Linked DNA regions of Sus scrofa: region 2 is linked to region 1. The links are chromatin contacts, called in public Hi-C maps. All regions are on one chromosome and are shown on one strand. Each heading gives the region's core, a stretch centred on a gene start, on an enhancer-like site or on the middle of the called end of the contact. The rest is flanking DNA. Distances are from core to core; before and after follow the strand shown.

Region 1 (2,946 bases), core at 175-2,674:
GAACCACTGATTAAAGTTGAAACCACTCATTTAAATCTTAACTAATTTTATTTTATTTATTTTCAAAAATTTTTATTGAAATATATAGTTGATTTAAAAGGTTGTGTTAGTTTCAGGTGTACAGCAAAGTGATTTGGGTATATATATTCTTTTTTACATTTTCTTTCCTTATTGATTATTATAAGGTATTGAGTGGAGTTCCCTGTGCTATACAATAGGCCCATCTTGGTTATCTATTTTATATATACTAGTATATGCTTTAACCCCAAACTCCTAATTTATCCCTTCTTTCCCCTTCCCATTTGGTAACCATAATTTTTTTTTTTTCCGTGTGACTCTTTTTCTGTTTTGTAAGTAGGTTTCATTTGTGTCATTTTCTAATATTACACATATAAGTGATACCATGTAGTGTTTGTCCTTCTCTGTCTGGCTTACTTCACTTAGTATGATAATCTCTAGATCCATCCATGTTGTGGCAAATGGCATTATTTCATTCTTTTTTATGGCTAATATCCCATTGTATATATGTACCACATCTTCTTTATCCATTCGTCTGTTGATGGACACTTAGGTTGCTTCCATATCTTGCCTGTTGTAAATAATGCTGCTATGAATATTGAAATGCATGTATCTTTTCAGAATTTTAACTGGTTTTAAAAAGTATTGGGCCATTGCATGCGTATGCCCCCCCCACACACACACAGCCTGTAGACACATGAAAAGATGCTCAACATCATTAGTCAGTGGGGAAATGCATAGTAGAGCCATAGTGAGATGCCACTTTATACCCACCAGATCTCTATCTCACTGAAATGATGGGTTTTCTTATCTGATGCCCCCACTAAACAATGAGTAGCTTGGATGATTGGGGATCTGGACTTCCATTTGAATCCCTAGTACCTGTCTGAAGTACCCTGCATGGTATTTGAAGGAACATGTTTCCAACTTTTTACTGGTTTTTGCTAAAAGAGGTGTTTATACTAGTCAGTAGAAGGCAACTATTTTAATGGTACTTTTCTCCATTGTTTTGAATCCTCTGTCCTGGACATTTTTATTTTCTCTATTCTCCTTTACTCGAGGAAATTTCAGACTGCACAGACCCTGGGGAGAAAACCCTTATCCATGCTGATACACATAGAAGTTCTACTTCAAGATCCTAATCTCACACTCTTGCATCCAAGACTATCTTTAGTGTGTGTGTGTTTCATGGTCATGGCTGCACTGCTGACATTTGTTGGGGCATCATATTTGATTTTCTGTGACTCTTGGAATTCTTTTCCTCTTACATAGCTGTTTTCCCCCTAATGTATGGGTTTGCCATATTTGCCTCTGCTTGGTGTGATGCAAGTCTTGGGCAATCCCTGTGGGGCATGGCTTGTTCTTTTCCCTTGTTGACTCTGTAACATTGATTAGTTGAGAAGCACACATCTCTAGTCACGTGTCTTCTCTTGTTCAACAGCCTGAGAACTCAGGATCACTGTGGAGACAGGATGGCAGTCCACCTCGCCCAGGACACTTTCTGACAGTTGGACTGAGGAGAGTGCTGTGGTTTGGGGGCTGGTGCTTGACATTGGCTTTAAGGTTTAGGGTTATTGTTATATCAGATTTTCTGGGGTGTCCATAATAGAGTAGCACAGACTGAGGGGCTTAAACAACAGAAATGTATTTTCTCAGAGTTCGGAGGCTACAAATCTGAGATCAAGGTGTTGGTTCCTTCTGAGGACCCCGAGGGAAGAATCTGTTCCAGGTCTTTCTCGTGAGCTCGTAGGCTGACTTCTCCGTATTGTCACATTATCTTCCCTCTGTATGTATCTGTGTTCAAAGTTCCTCTTTGTGTAGGGACACCAGTTGTATTGAATTAGGGCCCACCCTTATGACCTAATCCTCAGTGTAAAGATTGTCTCCAAATAGGGTTGCACTTTGAAGCACTGGGCTTAGGACTTGAACACATGAATTCCAGGGGGTGGGGGTGGGGGTGGGGTGAAGGCTGAGAGGGAAAATCCAGTTCATTACACACCTGAACCTGGTAACTCAGAGGGTAGCGACATATTGGCTCTATTCAGATATTTGAAGAGTTGACCCTTGGAGAAGCAACTAGATTTGTTTTGTACTACGAGATGTTAAAACTAAATAGTAGCTGCATGTATGGAAAAAAAATCTCAAAACTTTCTAGCTGGAATTATGTGACCAAGTTTGCTTTGTGAAAAAGACTTCCCTGTTAAGGAGAAAAGTTATTTTCTCATGAAGGTCTAGAGCTGCACTGCCCAGTAGAAATAGAAAATAAGCCACTAGTGGAAATTTTAAATTTTCTTTGTCTGGTCCTACCCACAGTATGCAGAAGTTCTGGGGCCAGGGATTGAACCTGTGCCACAGCAGTGACCCAAGCCGAAGCAGTGACAATGCCAGATCCTTAACCTACTGAGCCACCAGGGAACTTGGAAATTCAAAATTTTTCTACCCTGAAACAAGTAAAAAGAAGCAGGTGGAGTTAATTTTAACAGTATCATTTATTTAACCCAGTATGTTTATTTAAATATATAATCAATATAAAAATTATTCATGGGTGACTTTCTTTCTTTTTTTTTTTTTCTTTTTTTTTTTTTGTCTTTTCTAGGGCCGCACCTGCAGCATGTGGAGGTTCCCAGGCTAGAGGTCCAATTGGAGCTATAGCCACCGACCTACGCCAGAGCCACAGCAACACAGGATCTGAGCCGCGTCTGCAACCTACACCACAGCTCATGGCAACATCAGATCCTTAACCCACTGAGTGAGGCCAGGGATCGAACCCGCAACCTCATGGTTCTAGTCGGATTCGTTAACCACTGAGCCACGACGGGAACTCCTCATGGGTGACTTTCTGGTTTTCATTTTCAGTCTTTCAAATCTTATAGTATATCTTAGCCAAACTAGCCATATTTCAAATGTTCTGTGGTCTCAGGTGAGCCC
Region 2 (2,946 bases), core at 232-2,731, 95 kb after region 1:
GTCATCTGCTCCGAAAAGTTTTTATAGAAATCATCTGTATACCACACACACACACACAAACACACACACACACACACACACACACACATACATATTTAGGGTGTCTCCTTTCATTCCTAGGTAGGATCTATGTATGCACATATCACACTCTGTTATTGTTGATTGATTCCCTCCCTTTAGATCAGCATTTCTCAATCTCAGTACTCAGTAGTTTGGGGCAGATAATTCTTTGCTGGGAGCTGTCCTGTGCACTGTAGAATGTTAAGCAGCCTCTCTGACCTTTACTTACTGGATGCTGGTAATATCCCCAGTTGTAACCACCAAAAAAATCTCCAGACATTGTTGTATGTTTCCTAGGTAAAAGACTTCCCCAGCTATTGAGAACCACTACTTAAACTTATAAACTCTATAAGGGGAGTCCCTAAAGGCGTATGAGATACTTGGCATCCACAGTACTTCAGTTTCTGCACATAGTTGTCTCTTTGTTGGTACAAATTAATGATTGTCTGGGAAATCAGTCATCATCAGGTATTTCCTTGCTTTCTTCCTTTGTACCTTTTACTCCATTTCTTTGCACAGTAGTCAACGTGTTCTTGTGTCTAATTTAATCTTCTGAGTAAACTCACTAACCAGGAGGAAGGATCCCACAGAAAGGAGAGTCTCCGATTGGATGTGTCTCCCATGGACAGTTGGTTTAGTTGGCTGATCAACAGTAAAAGGATGGACAAATTAAGGAATCTGCTAAACTGAAGATTTGGGCTAGGAATAAATGGGAGGTGCTAAACTCCCTGTGATGCTCAGTATTATTGTTTTAAGTATGAGCCAGAGCTGCCGGATCTGTTAGCTTTTCAAGCAGCTCTTAGCTAAAGATTTTAGAATTTGGAGGAAACCTAAAAGACTGTGCATTTCAGTCCCCTCCTTTTTTCTATATGTGGATGCTTTTATTAGGTCCCATTCCCATCATCACTGGCAACCTGTATGATCATAGAGTTTCATGGCCCCATCCTTTGCAGCCAGTTAATACAAAGTTATAGGGCAGTGGAATTCATGACCTGAAAGCCTGTGTTTTGTAGTCTGCTGCTGTGCTGTTCTCCAGGACATTCCCTGGTACTGGGGCAATGTTACAGGATGGTGACTCAGCTTAGCTGAGTGTGGTAGCCATCTAGCCATGAAGAAGGGACCCAGGAGTTATATCCCAGCTCCACAGCATTGTTGGGATCTACTCTTCTGCTTTTCTCTTCCTTCCTCTGAAAAGATTGATCCCCCCTTTCCACATTCTGAAAATTCAGACTTTGTAACATCTGTGCTTCACACTGGGCACTGTTTCTGCCCAGAGGTTCCCCATGTGTCTTTATGCCAGTCTCTGATTTTTCAAGGTATTGCTGTTCCCTTGTTCTGGGCTGGTGGGAAGAGGTGAAGCCCTCTCCCTTGTTCAGCACTTTTGCCACTGCCTTTCTGGGGCTTGATTGCATTTGATCCCAGCAGAGGTGCGTGGTCCAATACCCTTGACACAGTTTGTGCTAGCCTCTCATTCTGACATTGCTAGGAGGCTGTGATCCAGGCTCTAAATGGAAATGTGTCAACATTTCTTTTTTGTGTGTGGGTGGGAAAATACACATCACATTTACTATCTTTACCTTGAGTTCATTGGAATTGAGTACCTTCCTATTGCCATGGAACCATTGCCAGGGTGCAGCTCCAGATCTCCTTTCAGGTTGTGAAACTGAAACTCTGTATCCATTAAACAGTAACTCCTCAAGTCCCTGGCTACCCAAAGGGCAACCACCATAATATTTCTTTCATGAAACAAATCTCCCTTTTCTCCTAGTGCCCATGCCAGCCATTGATAATCACCATTCTACTCTGTTTCTGTGAATTTGACTTTTTTTAAAAAAAGATTTCACATGTGAAGTACCTGCTGTGGTGCAGTGGGTTAAGGAGCTGGCATTGCCACAGCTGTGGTATAGGTCACAGCTGTGGCTTGGATTCACTCCCTCTCCCAGGAACTTCCTGTATGTTGCAGTTGCATCCAAAGAAGAAAAGATTTCATATATAAGTGAGATCAGGCAGTAACTGTCTTTCTGTTCCTGATTTATCTCACTTGGCGTAATATCCTCCAGGTCCATCCACATTGTTGCAAATGGCAGGATTTCCTTCTTTTTAAAGACTGGATAATATTCTTTGGTGTGCGTGTGTGTGCGCATACTTATATATTTTCTTTATGTAGTCATCTTTCAAAAGATACTTAGGTTATTTTCAAACTTTGGCTTTTATGAAGAATTTCTCAGGGAACATGGGAATGCAGATATTGCTTTGAAATCCGAAGGAAATAAAATCACTCTCTTGAGGAGATGTGTATACATTTCTTCATGGCAAAAAGGGAGCTCCGTCTCTAATCCAGGAGATGCCTGTCTCAGCCCTGGCACCCTCTTGGCTCTGGGCAGTTGCTTTTAGCTTCCTTTGTAACTCAGCCACACAGTCAGTTAGATGGACTGAGAGAAGGACCAACAAGTTGCCTGGGACCCTGCTCATCAGTCGTGGAGCTTCATTACAGACTTTCATTCAGTCCCAGCAAATATTCATCAAGTGCTCCCTCTGTTCTAGCCCCTGTGGATACAATTAAGATGTTCTCATGTGCTTCAAGCTGCTGGTCATCTAGTGGGAATGGAATTGAAGCAAAAACATGATTATGGTACAGCGGGGAATAATTATACAAAGTGATATGGCGACACAGATAAGGAGCAAAGTCAGAGGATGATGATAAAAATACTCTGGAGTAGCATACTTTATGCCAGGCACTATACTGCTCCTTGGATAAAAATGTATATATACACTTCTACTCAAAGTCTCACAATGCTTTGGTGAGATGGACAGGTGTCTGAGGTAGGGGAAACCCCCTTTAGAATTTGATACCTGTCTGAGCTTTTTTTCCCCTTCTTTCTAATG

Evidence for each region. A called contact is a pair of places that touch in the nucleus more often than the background predicts.
Region 2: a Hi-C map of fetal liver shows a contact between it and region 1, with 1.8 times the contacts expected there. The contact joins two enhancer-like sites. A contact is called at or near these places in 4 of 47 Hi-C or Micro-C datasets (embryonic fibroblasts, fetal liver and liver).

What each region holds. Positions count from the first base shown.
Region 1 is chr17:17,019,802-17,022,747 of Sscrofa11.1, forward strand. All of the region lies in intron 1 of PLCB1 (1-phosphatidylinositol 4,5-bisphosphate phosphodiesterase beta-1), which reads left to right. Among named protein-coding and RNA genes, the nearest start is that of PLCB1, 14 kb to the left of the region's middle. Within about 2 kb of position 1,425, at least 4 of the 83 cell types and tissues checked have an H3K27ac peak or open chromatin away from gene starts, as enhancers often do. A contact at or near this core is called in fetal liver and liver, where this site is marked.
Region 2 is chr17:17,115,235-17,118,180 of Sscrofa11.1, forward strand. The region is part of intron 2 of PLCB1 (1-phosphatidylinositol 4,5-bisphosphate phosphodiesterase beta-1); the gene reads left to right. Among named protein-coding and RNA genes, the nearest start is that of PLCB1, 110 kb to the left of the region's middle. Within about 2 kb of position 1,482, at least 3 of the 83 cell types and tissues checked have an H3K27ac peak or open chromatin away from gene starts, as enhancers often do. A contact at or near this core is called in fetal liver and liver, where this site is marked.